Regions from separate parts of the Mus musculus genome. Here region 1 is linked to region 2. Evidence: chromatin contacts called from public promoter capture Hi-C data. All regions are on one chromosome and are shown on one strand. The core of a region is the stretch at or near the end of the contact, and the rest is flanking DNA. Distances in the headings are between cores, read along the strand shown.

Evidence for each region. Promoter capture Hi-C pulls out the DNA fragments that hold promoters and counts their contacts.
Region 1: a promoter capture Hi-C map of hippocampal neurons shows a contact between it and region 2, with 4 times the contacts expected there. The contact joins the promoter of 4930483J18Rik here to the enhancer-like site in region 2. A contact is called at or near these places in 18 of 39 promoter capture datasets (the 3T3-L1 cell line, 3T3-L1-derived adipocytes, the C10 cell line and 13 more), 3 of 15 datasets of contacts at CTCF or cohesin (large pre-B cells, pro-B cells and stem cell-derived epiblast-like cells), 33 of 484 Hi-C or Micro-C datasets (B cells, the CH12 cell line, Th1 cells and 11 more), 22 of 115 datasets of contacts at active chromatin or transcription factors (the SCID.adh cell line, astrocytes, craniofacial prominence and 15 more) and 4 of 9 other capture datasets (adipose tissue, embryonic stem cells, liver and 1 more).

What each region holds. Positions count from the first base shown.
Region 1 is chr15:81,188,697-81,192,869 of GRCm38.p6, forward strand. It overlaps 4930483J18Rik (RIKEN cDNA 4930483J18 gene), which reads left to right and starts at 2,157. Exons shown (of 2, transcript NR_015603.1): 1 at 2,157-2,309; 2 at 3,121-4,061. It overlaps Mrtfa (myocardin related transcription factor A), which reads right to left and starts at 2,040. Exons shown (of 14, transcript NM_001082536.2): 1 at 1,811-2,040.
Region 2 is chr15:81,007,637-81,011,438 of GRCm38.p6, forward strand. It overlaps Sgsm3 (small G protein signaling modulator 3), which reads left to right. Exons shown (of 22, transcript NM_134091.2): 8 at 215-410; 9 at 653-798; 10 at 1,048-1,272; 11 at 1,588-1,642; 12 at 1,771-1,898; 13 at 1,998-2,153; 14 at 2,305-2,359; 15 at 2,593-2,642; 16 at 2,774-2,926; 17 at 3,081-3,151; 18 at 3,225-3,273; 19 at 3,350-3,435; 20 at 3,602-3,724. Among named protein-coding and RNA genes, the nearest start is that of Sgsm3, 32 kb to the left of the region's middle. Within about 2 kb of position 1,410, at least 21 of the 459 cell types and tissues checked have an H3K27ac peak or open chromatin away from gene starts, as enhancers often do. A contact at or near this core is called in differentiating embryonic stem cells, epiblast stem cells and hippocampal neurons, where this site is marked.

The sequences.
Region 1 (4,173 bases), core at 907-3,406, 180 kb after region 2:
AATTACTACTGGGTGACCCAAACTTTATGGTTTTGCCCTTTATGGGCTAAGATCCTGTTTTATACTTTTCTGAATCCCGCCCTCGCAGCATTTGGCAGAGTATTAAGGACATGGAAAGTCTGCAGTAAATACTTTTGGATGATAGGAGACACCTCTCTCTCTCATGATTTAAAAACTTCCCCTAGTGAACGTGACTCTGGAAGGCCTTGTTAAAAAGGACACTTCTCAAAAATTCGGGCAAAGAACTGAACGAAATTCAAGCCCTGGACTACAGACATTTTTCTTTGGATCTCTCTCTGAAGAAAGCAGTAGCAGTCTGTGTCTTTCCAAGGCTCAGGCCTTTAATCCCAGCACTCAGAAACCAGAGGCACGCAGAACTCTGGATTCAAGGCCAGCCTGATCTACTTAGTAAGTTCCAGGCCAGCCACAGCTACACAGTGAGACTTTAAAAACAAAACAAAACAAAAAACAGCCAGCTATCAGGAAGCCCTCTGATTTGCTATGAAAGAAACAAACACCAGTAGATGAAACTCAGTTTAACTTTCAGCCAAGGGTTCCCCTCCCTACAGGGATGGGGCTGTGGGCCAGTTGGCTGTACCATTTTACCCCTGGAAGGCAGTTCATTTTCAACAATAAAACTTCATAAGTGGACTTTTTTTGGTGGAAGGGGCTTCTACAGTAAAGCCCTTAAGTTTGACTTCTTGAACATAAAGATCAGGCTACAGGCTTTGGCTTCAGATCTCGAAAACTTACAATTTGGGGACATTCCGGACACTTTATGGATTTTAAAACTATGTGAACCCATGAAGCATAGGTGTAATTTCATCATATTTAAGTAATGAAGTTCACATTCTTAGTCTTCACACACTTTATGCCAAAGTATTCGGGCAAGCAGTAAACTGACCACCAGTCTGTCCTTTGGTTCTGTCATCTAACAAAGAGAAATCCTGACAAAGACAAGCTATACTGTACTCACACACCTATCCAGCAGTTCTCAACATCAGGATACTCGTCTTTTCTTGGATCCCTTCCTTGTATGTGTTGAACACCATTCCAAGCGTTTTATTACGAATTCTTTCATTTACTGTCTGCATTCCAATGTAATAGGTATTGTTAGTTCCATTTTCCAGATAAGCAATCTAAACGTAGGTTTGATAATCTAACAGGGAAAGCTCCAGCACTAACCACTCTATAGTATTAGTGTTTTCTTATGGAGCGAGGAGGGCGGAAGTCATCAAAGGTACATAGACAAACAGTCACACACACATACACACACACACACACACACACACACACACACACACACACACACGCGAGACGGACACTTCTTTGGCGGTCAAGTTTCAAATCTGCGGAGCCCTGCAGACCTGGAGGCACCCATGCTGCTATATGGTCGTCAGGTCCAGGTGAACCTCCTTGCCACGAGAAGCCTGCGGATTGCACCTGGATCCTCCAGGTTTGCACAAGGGCCGGGAGAAAGCGCTCGACCGGTCGGTCCCAAGCAGATTACACACACTCGGGGAGCAGCCAGGGCGGGAACCTAGCTGCTCCCTAGCCAGCACAGCCCTGCAAGGCGGTGCACAGGTGCACGGTCGCACTCGACTGTCCTGTCGAGTGACCAGGGCTTTGAGACCCCAGCCCCTTGGGAAAGGGCGGGACTGGAGTGGAGGACTGCGGGAGGCAATCCCGGGCTCGGAGCCTACAGCGGCCGGCCGGTCCAGGGCACACGCGGAAGGGTCGAGGGGAGAAAGGATGCTCGAGCGGGGCGGGGCCGGTGGGGGAGGGGGACCCTGCCCGAACTCTCACTCACCGCCTCGTTCGCCTCCTGGCCCGGGCTCCGCGGCTCGCCCCACTCCGGTGCCAGCCGCTCACGTATCCTCCCGAGCCTCTAGTACCAGTCAGACTGCACCAAGTTAGGGAGAGGTCCGCGCAAGCCGAGGGAGCGTGGCGAGCGGGAACGAGGGGGTGGGGAGGGTGGGACGGTCGTTCTTGCCGCCGGGGACACCGCAGACACGACCGCCGCCGGCTCCACTCAGCCACGGAAGCTGCGGGCCCTCCCACCACTCCGGGTCCCGCCTCCGCACCCTCCCCCCTACCCGCCTGGGAGCGACAGCCGTATCGACCAATCAGAAACCTAGCGCCGTTAGGGCTAGCCCGATTTAGGGGGCGTTCGCCGAAGGAAGAGGAACGAGGGAGGCTAGTACGGCGGCGCGACTTCTGTGACTGACATCATAGCGCAGCCAATCGGTAACTGAGAGATGACTTCATCGCTGAAGGAAGTCTGGAACTGGCGGAGCGGCCGCCAAGAGGTGGGAGGAGGTCGGCGATGAGCCGGGGGGCGGAGTCTGGGTCTTAAAGAAACCGTAACACATCTGATCACCCTGTCAAAGGGTGACCGCGGAGCTAGCTACCTAGGGTTCGGTGCCCAGCCTGGAGGTTTAATGCAAAAATCCTGCAGTCTTCATCTTGGTCCTTCCTCCTGTCTTTGCTCCGCCGGGACTCCCAAGTCGATTATTTCACATTCGCATTTCCCGAAAGGACACAATAAATGCCGCTCTGGCCTGGAGCCCTGAACTCTGTCATGTCCCTGCCCTTCCGTGGCCAAGCGCTTTTTTTCTCTGAGTCGGTTCTCCTCCGGTAAAAGGACTGACACCTACCTGCCTAGACTGTTGAGATTATTTATCAACAGCGGAAGCGCTTGCAGCTGGAGGGAAAGAGTTGAATGAACCCAGATTTTATCCGGGGCCTCACTGCACTAAATGAATCTGGGCGGCTCTTCCAACTTTAAAATTCTAAACTGCTGGTGTGTAGCCTAAAAGTGTGTGTATGTCTGTGTGTGTGTGGGTGTGTGGGTGTATGTGTGGGAGAGAGAGAGAGAGCATAACTGCATAAATCCAACATTTAAAGAGACTTATCTACTAAAGCGGTGAGACTAGTTAAAGCCCACCCGGTCAAGTTGCTAAGAGCCACTATGGAGGCCCCTTTTCTGGAACACCACCCCTTCCCCCCAACAAAGGGGGAGAGCGCTGAAAAGGAGAAATAATTCGGACTTGGTGCCTTAGTGTTTCCGAAACACTTTCCCTTGGGAGATATAAACAACCGTCTATCTCCTCCTTTTAGGCCACCATCCACTGGATAAACTGAAGTATGATTGCCCCAGAGTCCAACGTGGAAAACCAGTGAGTTTATTGGGCTTGCTAAGAAATCATGGCTGGCCCCCAAAGCAGCGAGACCACCAAAAAGTTGCACCCCAGCATGGATGATGATGTCCCCATAGCTGCGTAGATGACATACACAGTTCAGTTAAACTTCCATAATCTACACAACTCTAGCCAAGTCACAAGACCTCAAGCAGCTAGGGCAAAATTGAGGACTTGAGAGATTCCTCTCCCCAATGAGCGGGGGGATGTTGGAGGAGGTAACTGGGATCCAGCAAGGATTCAGAGAAGCCCCCCCTAAGTCCTTCCGTCAATGCAGGAACATCTACAGTCAACAAGCCCAGTCTTGAGGGGCTCTTGCAAGATAGCTGTGCTTTTGCAAGGACAGAGCTGCTGGACACAAGGAAAAAGAAAGAAGGTTCTGGAGAACAGAGTCCCCAGTGTGAGAGCAAGGGTTAACACTGTAGAAGCAGAAACCCTCAGGGGCATCCTGACAGACATGGGAAGCCACAGTGACTGGAAGGAGGTAACGCATGTTACATCTCTGAGTGAGTTACTCTGTATGGCTTCCGTTCTCCCCCGGAAATCTCCCAGACTTCTCAGTGGTGTGTGGCTCTGTTGGGATAGGAGAAGGAGCTGCAACTCTCTCTATCCACTGCAGTAAGCCAGCCCGGCCCTGAGTAATTCCCAGTTATTCATCTGTAAGTCAGCTTCAAGTTCCGTACCATGTGTCTCATCACAGAACCTTGGAGGTAGCCCAGATCCTGTGGCCTCTTAGTCACACCTTCCCTCCCAAGATTAAAAAAAAAAAAAAAGAAAGAAAGAAAAAAAAAAACCACAAAAGCCCTAATAAAATTATATGTTCAATAACTATATATGCTATATAAATAAAAACTTAAAATGAAATAAGATTTTATGTATATAAGTCCTCTAACTTGCTATATGGTCAAGGATGACCTTGAACTCATGACCCTCCTGCTTTCGCGTCCCGGGTCCTGGGCTTCTGAGCACTCAT
Region 2 (3,802 bases), core at 160-2,659:
CTCTTCTGAGGCATGTTTCCCTAAGGTGCTGTAAGGGTGGGAGGCCGGGATTGACCTGGGAGTCCTCAAGGAGGGCCATGGGATCTTTTTTTTTCCCCCTAGGGGCCCTCTCAACCAGCCTGAAGAGGTGTGCCGAGTATCTATCCTAGAATAGAGCCCCTTTTCTGATTCACATGAGTCTGGGTAGGAGCCCCATGCTCCCCTCTCTGACTAGGTGGCTGCTTGTCTCCTGCTGTTCCTGGAGGAGGAGGATGCCTTCTGGATGATGTGTGCCATTATTGAGGACCTGCTGCCTGCCTCCTACTTCAGCACTACCCTGCTGGGAGTCCAGACTGACCAGCGGGTCCTGCGCCACCTGATTGTCCAGTACCTGCCTCGCTTAGACAAACTGTTGCAGGAGCACGACATTGGTGAGACCTGGCTGCCTTCTTCCCCAAGGTTCAGGGATCCCAAGATGGTGGTACCACCTCTGAGCTCCAAGGTTTCGAGGCAGCGGAGGCTCATGTGGCTTACGTTGCTTTTGTCCTTTTGCATTCTGATCCCTTCCCATCCCTTCCCTTCTCTTCCCCTCCCCTCCCCTCTGCTGCTTTTTGGGAGCTGGCCCGTACTTGCCCAGGCTGATCCTACAGGTGTCTTTGGTGTCTGTTGGCAGAGCTGTCTCTTATCACGCTGCACTGGTTCCTCACGGCCTTCGCCAGCGTGGTGCACATCAGACTGCTGCTGCGCATCTGGGACCTGTTTTTCTACGAGGGCTCCCTGGTGTTGTTCCAGACTACGCTGGGCATGCTGCGCCTTAAGGTGCTTGCAGAGTCTCCTGTCCACTGGTCAGGGCTACCTGGCTTCTAGACAGAACAGGAGAGCATGTACCTAATATGGTAGCCCTGGTGTCACCCTCTGGGGACACACTGCAGTAGTCCAGTCTTCATCATAGCGTTGCCTGAGAGAAGCCTTGAGTGTGGGTGTGCAGGGGGAACTTCCTGGGCATGCCAAAGGGCACAGGTTTCTAGGAGGGTGCCAGGGCCACGCTCCTTACTCTCCCACTCCCAGGAGGAAGAGCTGATACAGTCTGAGAACTCAGCTTCCATCTTCAACACGCTGTCAGACATTCCTGCACAGATGGATGACGCAGAGCTGCTGCTGGGGGAGGCCATGAGGCTGGCTGGCTCCCTCACTGATGTGGCCGTGGAGACCCAGCGTCGCAAGCACCTGGCCTACCTTATTGCAGACCAAGGCCAAACCCTGGGGACGGGCACCACCACTAACCTCTCTCAGGTGGGCCCTGTCTTTGCCAAATCACGGAGTTCTCAGACTGAGGGGGTGTGAGGAACAGACTGTCTCTCCCATGCATCTGCCTGCAAACGCCCAGTTAGAGCATCAGACGGCCACTAAGGGGTGCTGTAGGCTTCCTTGGTAACATGCATTCCTGAACTCTGAACTGGGTAGTTTAAGCCTGAGCTGAAGATACGCCTTGATGTGAGAGTCAGCTTCAGCCATTAGAAATGCCCAGGCTTAGTGAGCCACAAGCACGTTAGTGTCTCCCCTTTTTGAGTGGCTACTTTGCCCACTGACCTGCCGTCCTCTCCACAGGTTGTACGGCGCAGGACGCAGCGGAGGAAGTCTGGTATCACTTCCCTGCTTTTTGGTGAGCCCAAGTGTGGGTGGGTGCTGGCTCTTCTGGGGCTGGGCAGAACCAGCTACTGCGTGCATCCTAGCGGGAGTGGAGATTCGGCAGGACCTGTTACTATGCCAGTGTGCCCCCCCCCCCCCCAGGAGAGGACGACCTAGAAGCTCTCAAGGCAAAGAACATCAAGCAAACAGAGCTGGTAGCCGACCTTCGCGAAGCCATTTTGCGTGTGGCACGCCACTTCCAGTGCACAGACCCCAAGAACTGTAGTGTGGTAAGTGTCAGGCTCCCCTCAACTTGGGGCTCTCCTTCCCCAGCCCACTCTTGGCACTGAGGCTCCTCCTCCACTGTGTGGGCCTTTCCTTTCTGCCAGGAGCTGACCCCAGACTACAGCATGGAGAGCCACCAGCGGGACCATGAGAACTACGTGGCATGCTTACGCAGCCACCGGCGCCGGGCCAAGGCCCTGCTGGACTTTGAGCGGCACGATGATGATGAGCTAGGCTTCCGCAAAAATGACATCATCACGGTGTGTGGGGGGCCTAGCGTGCACACTTCCTGCTGCCTCCTCCCCACCTTCCCTGTAGAGCTGATGTTGAATAAGCTTGATCTCAGCCCGGCGGGTACTGAGGACGCCTGCTTTGGGAAGGCCCTGAGCCCTGGCCCGTTCTCTTCTGCAGATCATTTCCCAGAAGGATGAGCACTGCTGGGTGGGTGAGCTGAACGGCCTGAGAGGTGAGGGCTTTTGTGTGCTGCAGGCTGGCAAGGAAGGCCTTTGCTCTACCTAGGCCTACAGCCGCAGACCCCGAGCCTCCGAGGGTGCTGGGCTTTTCTTCCCTCTTGGTCTTCTTGGCATGCCTGTCCTGCTTGAAGGTTCTGGGTGATTTGGGAGCCCTTTGTCCTTGGTCCTTGGGGAGAAGGGCTGGGACAGCTTCTGCTGCTCCCCACATAGCTGCTTCCCCCCACAGGCTGGTTTCCAGCCAAGTTTGTGGAGGTCCTGGATGAGCGAAGCAAAGAGGTAAGAATGTGGAGCTGCTCTTTGTTGCAGCCTAGTGTGAGACCATCCTACCCTGTGACAGCTGCCAGGGTGACAGGGGGTGGCTGGCTGCAGGTGTCAGGCTAGCGCTTCTCAAATGTTCTCTCCATCAGTACTCCATTGCGGGGGACGACTCTGTGACAGAAGGAGTAACAGACCTCGTGCGAGGAACCCTCTGCCCAGCCCTCAAGGCCCTGTTTGAACACGGATTGAAGAAGCCATCCTTGCTTGGAGGGGCTTGTCACCCCTGGCTGTTTATCGAGGAGGTGATCACAATTGGTCCCCGTGCCTTCTCAGTCCTGCAGGGCCACTTGCTCACCTCAGTCCCTTCCTGGGTTCCTGCAGGAGGCAGAAGGAGTGTTGTAGGGCAGTGGCGTGCGCTCACCCATCCCTGTCCTCATGTTGTCTTGTCTACCACAGGCAGCGGGCCGTGAAGTCGAAAGAGACTTTGATTCTGTGTACTCCCGCCTGGTGCTCTGTAAGACATACAGGTACATACGTACTGCCTGTGTTACCCACCAATGTCCAGCATGGCAACCAGTGACGGCACTCTTGTTCTTGCAGGCTGGACGAAGATGGCAAAGTCCTGACCCCTGAAGAGCTGCTGTACCGGGTAAGCTGCTTGCCAGCATTCTTAAACTCTCTCTGGCCAGCCACTTGGCACTTAAGTGACAGTGTCCCCTCCTCAGGCAGTGCAGTCTGTGAATGTGACCCATGATGCAGCACACGCACAAATGGATGTCAAGCTCCGCTCACTTATCTGCGTGGGGCTAAAGTAAGTGTAGAGGAGAGGGACCGTCAGGGGCTATCCCATAGGGCAGAACCACTGTGCGAGGGAAGCCCCTAGAGCTTTCCATAGATGGTGCTCAGGAGCTCCTGGGAATGGGGTTGCAAGTTGGGGGTCCTCCAGGCCTAGCCTCATCCTCCTTGCCTGTTCTCAGTGAACAGGTCCTACACCTGTGGCTGGAGGTTCTCTGCTCCAGCCTGCCCACTGTGGAGAAGTGGTACCAGCCCTGGTCCTTCCTGCGAAGCCCTGGCTGGGTCCAGATCAAGTGTGAGCTCCGGTGAGTGGGCAGCTCTGCAGGGCTTAGAACTTGGTGGTAAAGGAAGCTAGCAGGTTGGCAGAAGAGTCCAGCATGACC